Linked DNA regions of Mus musculus: region 2 is linked to region 1. Evidence: chromatin contacts called from public HiChIP or PLAC-seq data. All regions are on one chromosome and are shown on one strand. Each heading gives the region's core, a stretch centred on a gene start, on an enhancer-like site or on the middle of the called end of the contact. The rest is flanking DNA. Distances are from core to core; before and after follow the strand shown. Region 1 holds the start of Cyp2ab1 (cytochrome P450, family 2, subfamily ab, polypeptide 1). Region 2 overlaps Abcc5 (ATP-binding cassette, sub-family C (CFTR/MRP), member 5).

The links. HiChIP or PLAC-seq counts read pairs in DNA pulled down with a chosen protein or histone mark.
Region 2: a contact with region 1 is called in an H3K27ac HiChIP or PLAC-seq map of embryonic stem cells, with 11 read pairs. The contact joins the enhancer-like site here to the promoter of Cyp2ab1 in region 1. A contact is called at or near these places in 5 of 39 promoter capture datasets (embryonic stem cells, epiblast stem cells, frontonasal cranial neural crest and 1 more), 5 of 484 Hi-C or Micro-C datasets (brown adipocytes, embryonic stem cells, macrophages and 2 more), 5 of 115 datasets of contacts at active chromatin or transcription factors (acute myeloid leukemia, double positive thymocytes, embryonic stem cells and 1 more) and 3 of 9 other capture datasets (adipose tissue, liver and pancreatic islet).

The regions. Positions count from the first base shown.
Region 1 is chr16:20,322,206-20,327,678 of GRCm38.p6, forward strand. Cyp2ab1 (cytochrome P450, family 2, subfamily ab, polypeptide 1) reads right to left here and starts at 3,199. Exons shown (of 9, transcript NM_183158.3): 1 at 3,126-3,199; 2 at 693-801.
Region 2 is chr16:20,366,142-20,371,280 of GRCm38.p6, forward strand. Abcc5 (ATP-binding cassette, sub-family C (CFTR/MRP), member 5) reads right to left here. Exons shown (of 30, transcript NM_013790.2): 18 at 2,885-3,069; 19 at 2,283-2,429; 20 at 1,901-2,030. Among named protein-coding and RNA genes, the nearest start is that of Cyp2ab1, 43 kb to the left of the region's middle. Within about 2 kb of position 2,275, at least 8 of the 459 cell types and tissues checked have an H3K27ac peak or open chromatin away from gene starts, as enhancers often do. A contact at or near this core is called in embryonic stem cells, where this site is marked.

The DNA of each region.
Region 1 (5,473 bases), core at 1,949-4,448:
TTTTGTTTGTTTGTTTTGGTTTTTCGAGACAGGGTTTCTCTGTATAGCCCTGGCTCTCCTGGAACTCACTTTGTAGACCAGGCTGGCCTTGAACTCAGAAATCTGCCTGCCTCTGCCTCCCGAGTGGTGAGATTAAAGGCATGTGCCACCACGCCCGGCTCGTATGATTCACTTCTATTTACACTTGGTGAGGTAAAGTCACTTGCAAGAGGTGGGAAGACTGTAATTCAGTGTCTGTATCCAATTCAGTGTTCTTTTCATAGTTGCCTCCAGGTGGGGCAGTGGAGGCTCTGAACCAACACTGGAAAAGGAAACACCTAAAGGTGAAGGGAGACATAGAGGACCCCAAAGCTTGCCATGCCTGTGGAGTTCTAATGCAGCCATAGAAGAATAGGCTGCTGCCTGTCTCCTGTGAGTAACTACATCCATAATTCTTCTCCTAGTGCCAGGAAGGTAGAGGGTCCCTGGTGGAGACCTACAGAATCAATCAAGAACCTTTTCCAGGCCTCTAGATAACAGTGGATATGGAGGATTACAGCTTGAGCCTCAACAGCTGAAGGGAAAGGAGAGAGAGGGGGCACATGCTCCAGAGTTCTAGAGTTATTCATCCAATCATAATGTCTGTACTGTAGGCAGGTTTTCAAATATTAAATATACTCAAGATAACCAAAAGGAAAGATTAAAAATCTTACCAAGGATAAGGGAAACAAGCTGAGACAACCACACGACGTGAAACACATGGCGCGTTGCAGAGCTCCTGAACTCAGCTTGGGGAGCCGAGACTTTACCTAGAATCAGACTCTGAAAATGGACTGGATCACCACGTGCTAGACACAACATCAGCAGAGCCTACTACAGGCGCAGGGGCAAAGCACTGATGACATCCTGTAACAACATGGTTCTGGTGGCATGTTCTCAGGGCAGGATGTGATCTTGTAGGAATAGGGGATGGTGTACATCGTCCCACGGTGTCATTTCTTTTAGCAAAACATTGCTTTGCCTAGCTAAGTATGAATGGTATACCAGAAGGCATGACTGACTGCCCCAGCCCTGTATTCTCCACTTGTTTATGGAGGAATGGGCACAGAGATATTTCTATCTCAGTGCCAAACAGTACCTGGCACTTACTGGATGTTCAATAAATGTTTTTGGGAGTGGGGAGGAGAACATACTAAAGCCCAAGTGCCAGGAAGCTGTGAGAGAAGAGGGCAGTGGAATGGGGAGTTAGGCAGCTGAGGGTCCCGAGGACTGGAGGAAGCACTGTGAGATGGTGTCAGGGTAGGCACAAAGCACACTGCTTCTCAGCACCATCAGAATTGCTCCAGGGCATGCCTGCTTGATCCTGTCAAGGCCACTAAGATGGGCCAGAACCCATCCCCAAACCTTGAAACCAACTGTTCTAAACAAAATTAGTATATTCACCCTAAGTAATATGTGTCCATAGGTCTATCTGGATGATACTGGGCCAGTCTCTATGAGTTCAACGTCAGCCTGGTCTACCTAGCAGACTCCTGGCCAGCCAAGACTACACAGAGGAGCCCTGCCTCAAAAACAGGAAAACAAACAAGCAAAGGAGGAGGAGGAGGAGGAGGAGGAGGAGGAGGAGGAGGAGGAGGAGGAAGAGGAGGAGGAGGAGGAGGAGGAGGAGGAAGAGGAGGAGGAGGAGGAAGAGGAGGAGGAGGAGGAGGAGGAGGAGGAGGAAAAACCACTTCATTAACCAACAAAATCCAACTGGGCATACTGACTGGTCAGTAGCTACTTTCTTATTTTCTCACTTTTTTTTTCCAGTTTATCTGACGGTTCAGGACACTGAGACTGTAACAGTAATGGAAAAGGAAAGGAGGGGCCTTCCTTTTCAGGGCGGGGTGAGGGAAGGAGTGCAAGTGACTGAATCTGGAGAGGGGTGCTGTGGGTTAGCTCAGTGATGCAACTGGCACGCACGAGTTAGTAACACATACACACACCACCCACACCCTTCCTTCTGAAACAAGGGACAGGAGAGTTGGAGGTGAGCTAGGGCGGCTAGCCATGAAGATGAGGGCAGTGGCACTATAAACCAAAGACTGCTGTTGAGGTGCCTGGTATGTGAGACATGCCTAGTGGGGTCCCTTGGCAGCTAGTGAGGAACAGTGCTAAGAGAAGCCAGTCACATCTAAGGGCCCTTGTCCAGTTCCCGGAGAGAAAAGGGAGAGAAAAAGGACATATTTAGTAGCCAGGAGAGTACTTTCTTTTGTGGCATGAAGCAAAAGAAGCAATGTAGGAGGGGAACTGAGAGATGAGAGAACAAATCAGAAGAAAGTTGGTGTAAACTGTAGCAGCAAGGGCAGCAGGGAGATTGGTGTAGATGTCCCCTCTGCTGTTGCGTCCCTCTCTGGAAAATGAACACAGTGCATAGAGGCAGTGGTTTTGGTTTGACAGTGCTGCCCAGCAGCTCTTCTGTAACAGCAGAGAAGAGCTACACCTGCACCGCGTAACACGAAGCGGGGGCGAGGAGACAGAGAGAGACAGAGAGAAAGAGACAGAGAGGTGACAGTTTTGATTTCCCTCCCTTGAGACAGGCTCTATGTAGCTCACTCTGGCATGGAGCTTGCGATGCTCTTGCCTCAGACTCCCAAGTGCTGGTTCTAGAGGGAGGCACCCCTGCAACTTACTGAAACATTGAATTTTTAAATTTTAAGCCATAGAGGCAAGTCCTCAAATTTTCAAAACTGTAATATATATATAATTTTTATACTTTTAATTTTTATTAAAAAACATGTTTTTTCATACAGTGTATTCTGATCATGGAGTCCCCCTTCTTCAGCTCCTCCCAGATCCTCCCCATCTCCACAGCCACCCAACTCCACATCCTTTCTTCCTCAACAAATAAAAAACAACAGCAAACCTAGAACAGGACAAAATAGGCAAATGGGGGAAAATAGCCAAAGAAAAATAACAAGAAACACATACAGACACACACACACACACACAAATCCCATAAAAACACAAAATCAGAAAACATAATATAAGATCTCTAAGGTTAAAAAGTAAGAAAGGAAGAGAAAGAGGGAGGAAGAGGGAGGGAGGGAGAGGGAGGGAGGGAAGAAGAAAGGAAGGTAGGTAGCTCCAGACAAAGCATTTCGTACCTTTGTTCTCTAGTACTATCCAGACAAAAACTCTCCAAAAATACCACTGACTTTGTTTTGTTTTGGTCATCTACTGCTGGGCATGGTGCCTGCCTTTAGGTGTGGTTTGTATAACCCTTGATATACTGTTCGAGAAAATTCATTATTCCTTTGTAAACAAGTGACAATTGGCCTCTGGGTTTATGCTCACTTCCCTTTTCAGGACTGGAACTCTGCCTGGGTTTCAGGACACGCCCTGTGCATGCTGCTAGGCTCTGTAAGTCCATCTGTCCTATTATATCTAGAAGACATCGTTTCTTTGGTGTCCTTTATCCTTATTGGCTCTTACAATCGTTCTGCCACCTCTTCCATAGAGTTCTCTGAGCACTGAGGTGAAAATTGTCCTTTCAATTTCTGTAAAGGATTGTGTTGGACTTTTGATGGGAATTGCACTGAATTGCTGTTGGTAGGATGCCATTTTTTTTCTGATCTGATCCATGAGCATGGGAGATCTTTCCATTTTCTGGTATCTTCTTCAATGTCTTAAAAATTTTATAATGCAAGTCATTTGCTTGTGTTGGGGTGACCTTCCCTAATGTTGTTCTTGTTTGACTAGAGTTACCCCAACACACACACACACACACACACACACACACACACACACACACACACACACACACAATGAGGTTATTGTGGAAGGTGGTATTTCCCTGATTTGTCATTTGTATATAGGAAAACTACTGATTTTTGGTGTTAATTTTGTATCCTGCTACTTTGCTGAAAGTGGTTATGAGCAGTCAAAGTTTATTGGTATAGATTTTAGTGTCATTTATGTATAAACATAAAAGATACATTGGCTTCTTCCCTTCCTGTCTGTATCCCTTTGATCTCCTTCAGTTGTCTTACTGCTCTAGCTAAGACTTCAAGCATTATATTGACCGGGGATGGAGAGAGTGGCCATCCTTGTGTTGTTCCTGGTTTTAGTGTAATTGCTTTGAGTTTCTCTTTGCTGGGGTTAATATTGCCTGTGGGCTTGCTGTAAAGTGCCTTTATCATGTTGAGGTGTATCCCTTGTAGCCCCAGTCTCTCCAGGCCTTCTCTTCATCTAATGAGATGCACCTGTGGTTCATGTCTTTCAGTCTGTTTATGTGGTGGATTACATTTTACAGTTTATGTAGAACCATTCTCTAGAATGAAGCCTATTTGATCATGGTGGATTTTTTTTTTGCATGTGTTCTTATATTCAGTTTGCAAGTATTTTATTGAGAAGATTTGCATCTATGTTCACAAAGGAATTTGGCCTGTATTTTTTTTTTTCTTTGTTGGGTCTTTGTGCAGTATCAGGATAACTGTGGTCTCATAAAATGAATTAGCCAAAGCTCCTGCTTCTATTTTGTAGAATACTTTGAAGACTGTTGCCCTTAATTATTCTTTGAATGTCTGGTAGAATTCTGTGCTAAGTCTATCTGCACCTGGGTGGTTTTTGGTGGAGGGACTTTTAAGTACTGCTTCTGTTTCACTAGGAGTTATCAGTCTGTTCAAATTGCTTATGTAATAGTGATTTAATATTGGTATAACATTGGTAGGTGGTATACATCAAAAATTTTATCCATTTCTTTCAGGTTTTCCAATTTGATGGAATACATATTTTTAAAGTATGCCTTTATGGTTATATGGATTCCTTCATTGTCTGTTATGTCCCTGTTTTTATTTCTAATTGTATTAATTTGGATCTTCTCTCTCCATCGTTTAGTAAATTTGGGTAAAGGTGTATCAATCTTACTTTCTCAAGGGACCAATTCTTCCTTTCATTGATTCTTTGTATTATTTTTGTTTTTTCTTCAGCCAAGCTTGATTACTTCCTTTGGGTGTGATTTGTGTTCTAAAGCCTTCAGGTGTCCTATTGAGTTGCTGATATAATCTCTCTCTCTCTCTCTCAGCACTTAGTGCTTACATTGAGTCCCATAGGTTTGGTTATGTTGTGTTTTTTGTTTTGTTTTGTTCTGTTTTTTGAGACAGAGTTTCTCTGTATAGCCCTGGCTGTCCTGGAACTCACTCTGTAGACCAGGCTGGCCTCAAACTCAGAAATCCACCTGCCTCTGCCTCCTGAGTGCTGGGATTAAAGGTGTGTGCCACCAGTGCCCGGCGGTTATGTTGTATTTTAATTTTCATCCAATTCTTTTGTTTGTTTGTTTTTTCGAGGCAGGGTTTCTCTGTGTAGCCCTGGCTGTCCTGGAACTCACTCTGTAGACCAGGCTGGCCTCGAACTCAGAAATCCACCTGCCTCTAACTCCAGAGTGCTGGGATTAAAGGCGTGTGCCACCACGCCTGGTAATCCAATTCTTAAACTTTTAAAATTTCTTAATTTC
Region 2 (5,139 bases), core at 1,025-3,524, 43 kb after region 1:
ACTTAGAAATCTGCCTGCCTCTGCCTCCTGAGTGCTGGGATTAAAGGTGTGTGCCACCATGCCCGGCTCTGTTTTTGTTTTTTGAAAACTTTATGAAACTCCTGAGGTCTGTATATTAACGTCAACATTTTATGAAGGAAAAACAAACCCAATTGCTCTCACTTTCCTGTGAGTGGTCTTCCTCTTCCACCTTCTCTTTTTGGGTCAGTTTCTCCTACTCTTGCTAAACAGTTCTCCACTATAAAGTATTATATGTCAACATAATAACATACTTGGGGAAAACAAAGATAATCTATCTTCTTACCACCACAGGAAAAACTGAAAAATACGTAATCATTAAAGACTACAGAACCTTCAACAGTAGCATCTCCTCTTTTTAGCTCTTTCCCTCCACCCCCTTCTTTGGGCGAAGGTATCTTCATGAAAACCACAATCCTTCCACCTCAGACTCCAGTGCAAGGACTGAACCAACAGGTCTAGCTCTTTTATCTTTGTGTGTGTGTGTGTGTGTGTGTGTGTGTGTGTGTGTGTGTGTGTTTGTGTGTGTATCTGTATGTACATGCATGTGTGTTCTGTGCCTCTGTGTGTACAGGTATGCATGTTTGAGAGTATGTGTCTTGTGTCTCTGTATGTGCATGCATGTACATGTGTGTATATGTGCATATGTGTGTTTGCATGTCTGAGATGCATGTGTCTGTGCAAATGTGCACAATGAGCCTAACATGTGTCCAGAAGTTGGAACATGTTATGCACCAGTTCTGGTACCGAGCCTGCTCCTGGTTCCTTTTACCTCGGGCCATAGCCTTCCACTGGCTTACTGACCCCTCAAACAAGCTCCTCCTGAGGTTGACCACTGTGCAGGAAATAGATAAAACTAACTTTGAGGGAACAAATCTGAGCCCAATTCCCAACCTGGTCACCCAATAGCTGTATGATCTTGGGCAAACTACTTAATCTTTCTGGATATAACCTTCTTCTGTACTGGATGGGTGAAACAACAGATGCCTCACAGAGCTGTTGTGTGAATTAGGGCAGGTACATAAAGCACCCAGTGCTGTTCACTGCCAGATGCAATGAGTTCTGGTGCTGGCACAGACAGTGCTGCACACAAGAAGCCCACCAGAAGCTGTGCTCTGGGACTGCAGATATCCCTTCCAAAGCCCCTCTGCTCGCTCAACTCTCTGTCCTTGTGTTCAAGTTAGATTGGCAGAAAGAGAACTCAGGCAAAATACTGCTGATGTGTTTTGATACATATTGTAATGATAAGTACTGGCCCCCAAAGCCTGGTTGCTTGGGACCCTTGAGGAATGAGAGAATCACACATACAATGTGACCTTGCTCCTTGATTTAAAATTACTGGTTAAAGATGCCAACAGCCAATAATTGAACAGAAGAAACATAAGCCAGGTTTGGGGATCCTGGGCTTGGGGTCAGATGAGACTGCAAGGAAAGAGAGGAGAGAGAAGACACCATGGGGTAAAAGTCTTAACGTCATGGCCATGAGGGCTGCCTATTGGAGTTAAGAGGAGCCCAGACGGAACATAGTAAGTAATAACTTGGGGTTATCAATAGGAATGATTCTAATAGTATAGGTGGGTAGATGCCTGCCCAGCATGAGTGCTATAAAGGCTTAAATAATAATAAAGTTGTGTGTCTTTTATCTGGGAACTGAATGATCAAAGGCAGGTAGAAGCCTCTGATTAAGATTAAATATATCCACAACACTGCTGCAAAGGCCAGACTCTGTTCTCTGTCTTAGGAGAGACAAAGCTGCATACTCTCTTTGTACTGGGCAGTTAGGGGGATAAGAGAGGGGTTGAGGGGTTTGGCACCCAGAAAGGCCAGAGGCAGCGAGCACTGGTTGTACTCCAGAGTGTAAGACAGGACCAGTGAGAGATACCTTCATCCATGTCTTTGGAAAACCTGTTGAGAATCCTTCCTGTTGGGGTAGTATCAAAAAACTTCATGGGGCTCCTAAGGATCCTTCGGAATAGCTCATCATGGAGCCGGGAGGAGGCTCTCAGTGTGCCCTGGGGAACAGAGACACAATAATCAGGCCCAGAGACCCGGGTACCCAAGGAAGGCTTGCTTCCTACTCCTGTAGGTGACCACTGTGCAGGACATCCATTCCCAACGCTGGGAAAGTACAAGTAGTCAGAAGTCACGGTGACTAACAGGGTCCACATTCTTCAGTGGGGCCACCCTACTGTACACATCTGCCACACCAAGCCTCTCCTGTGACCTGGGGAAGGGCGTGCACCACAGCCCACCCACGGTGATACCTTGACGAAGACAACTCCTCGAATGGCTTTCAAGATCAGCATGACTGCCATGGAGAGGGCGTAGATGCTGGCGTAGTACTGCATGAAGGGGTTGTCCTTCATGCTGTCACTCACGAAGCTTCTGTTCCCTTGATACACTGTGCTGTTCTGTTTGGATGTAAGTTACCATGGAGTAAGATTCCTGAGACAACTAGGTCACTTTCAGCTCAAGGAGAGAGACACAGAGAATGACCAGGGGACTGCTCATGGCAAACGCAAGGCAGTCTTGCTGGGCACTTCTTTCTCTAGTGGGTGGACACAAGGAGCTGGCTACTGCACTAATTACTGACTAGCTCTATAGCCCCAGAGTTGCCCGGGGACTTTTTTTCTGTTCTGTGAGACTATATTATTTATCCATTCCCCAACCTGAGAACATCTTTGTCCACTGCTTTTTCTCCTTAAATTATCTTTTAACTGATACACAGAACAAAGTTACGCACATTACTAGGGTATCCCATGATGTTTCTAAGGGTTCTTTTTAGGAGTTTCTCTAAAACAGTCAGGGACTAGGGAGGCAAGGCCACATTATCAGACACATAACTCTCAGCAATGTGTAATCTCACCCCGCTTCCTTGCTTGATCCAGTAGCTAAGCCACCAGGTGCTGAAGGCAGTGCTGCCCACATTCAGCATGAAGAGGACCATGATGACCAGGAAAGCCAAGGGGCCCCCTGCAGCCTGGATGTAGACCCAGTAGACTGACCAAGGCACAGAACCTTGCCCTTTCTCCTCCACCTGCACAAGCTGCCCTGGGAAAGAGGAAAAGATACATGACCTTAGACGGGAATAATATGCCAGAAAACTTTGCGGGAAGCTGTGGATGTGACTGAAGCACTACACTCTGCCCAAAGACCCATTTAACACTGAGTTTAGTCACAGACTCCAGCTTTGGTGGGCAGTGGGAAGACATGCATAAGCCAGACAGTGAGGAACTGGGTAAGTTAGAGCCAGTTACATACACTGTACTCTACTCTGAACAACTGCACATTGTTGGCACAAGTTTCAGAACCTGGGTCTGGTACTGTCCAACGGTGAATCTGTTTTTCCCAGATGAACTCTATTGCTTTGACCTGTCTAGGGAATTTCCTCTTTATAGGACTGTTCCTCTCACGCTAAGGCATGTATGTATACAGCAGCAGAATAACAACCTTTAGCCTCAAAGGACACTAGATTAGAACTGCCTCCTCTCCATCAAAAACATTCATTCACTGAACATTTTTTCAGCACCATCTACAAGATGAGGTCTCACAGGGACCTCACTGAGGACAGTGTCATAGTTTGCAGGCCAGGCCAGCGAAACAGTAGGCCACTTTCCTAAACCTTCATGCAATAGCTAATATGATGTTTTACGTTTCAATCACTGTGCTTAAGAAGTCTATAAAACAAAATTACCTCTTGGTAAGTTTTCAAACCCAGGGAAGTGGCTGAGGTGCCTATTTAATACATCAAAGCAGACCTGGCCTCCAAGTTCTGTACCCCTCAGTCCCTTACCTGTTACAGGGTACAGATGGCACACCCCACTCTCGACCCTGAACTCTCAAGCCCAGGAGTGAGGCTGCCCATCCCCCAGAGGTTCTTCCCAGTCTAATCCAGGCATTTTTGTTATTCACCCCTTTTGTAGCTTCGGCCTCCTGGGTGCTCCTGGCTCCCCTCTCTTCCCTCTCCTGTCCCTCTCCTCATTCCCTCTCACTTGGTTCAGAGTCACGACCACTCTGGACTCTCTCAGACATGTCTGCCTCTGGCGGTCTCTTTTTTATCTATAATAAACTTGCTCCTACAGCACACCCAGAAGCAGTCAGGTCCTTTCCTTGCCTTTTCTCTTTATCACTCAGCTCTAACCTAAAAGCTACACTGGGCCAAAGGGAGGAAGCTTCCTAGAATGTTAAGGGCTATTCTTATCTTTCTAACAAAATTGTTATGCAGAAGGTTAACCTGGCTTCTGCAAAAGTGTGTGCTTAAACTTAAACAGAATGTGGCCTTTCACTTGCAGGATGTGTGCCTGCACATAAATGCAATGTAACTTTCTTTGCCTGTATAACTAACTTTCTTTTCTTTTTTCTTTAAATTATTTATTTCTTTGTTTATGTAAATGAGTACACTGTAGCTGTCTTCAGACACACCAGAAGAGGGCATTGGGTCCCATTACAAATGGTTGTGAGCCACCATGTGGTTGCGGGGAATTGAACTCTGGATCTCTGGAAGAGCAGTCAGTGCTCTTAACCACTGAGCCATCTCTCCAGCCCTCTGATTTCTTGTGACTTGATGCTGCACCCTGGGAATCCCAGCGCTGGATGCTATAGTCCCAGCAGGCTAGTATCTAAATAAAAAGCCTCTTTGTTAAAATTATTCTTGGTCAGACTGGTGAATCTCTGAACAACCCCAGACCCATACATAACATAAGTCACAAACCTCACAAGGAGGCAGGTAGTTCCCACCCAGGACAGTAATTATCCAACAAGCAGGGTTGTACCCTGGACCATCTTGTAAAAACAGGCAGATCACCTGAGAACCAGGACGGGCAAGAAGCACTCTGACTAGAATTGCTTTATTGTGCAAACCATGTGCCCAGGTATTCCTCTATTTAATCCTAAAGCTCATGTCAGGCCACTACAAGTGAACTTGGGGTCACTGGACCCCGTTATCCGTACCCCTTCCAAAGGCAGTCACATTGAATAAATGTTCTCTCTTGATTTTCATCATTACCTGGTAAACTCAGGACTGTTGGCTGAACCATTTATTGGTGCTATAGAACCCAGGCTTTAATCCTAAAAATTCCAGTTATAAGGTAAGGAGGTGATTCAGTAAAGAGATCATTAAAC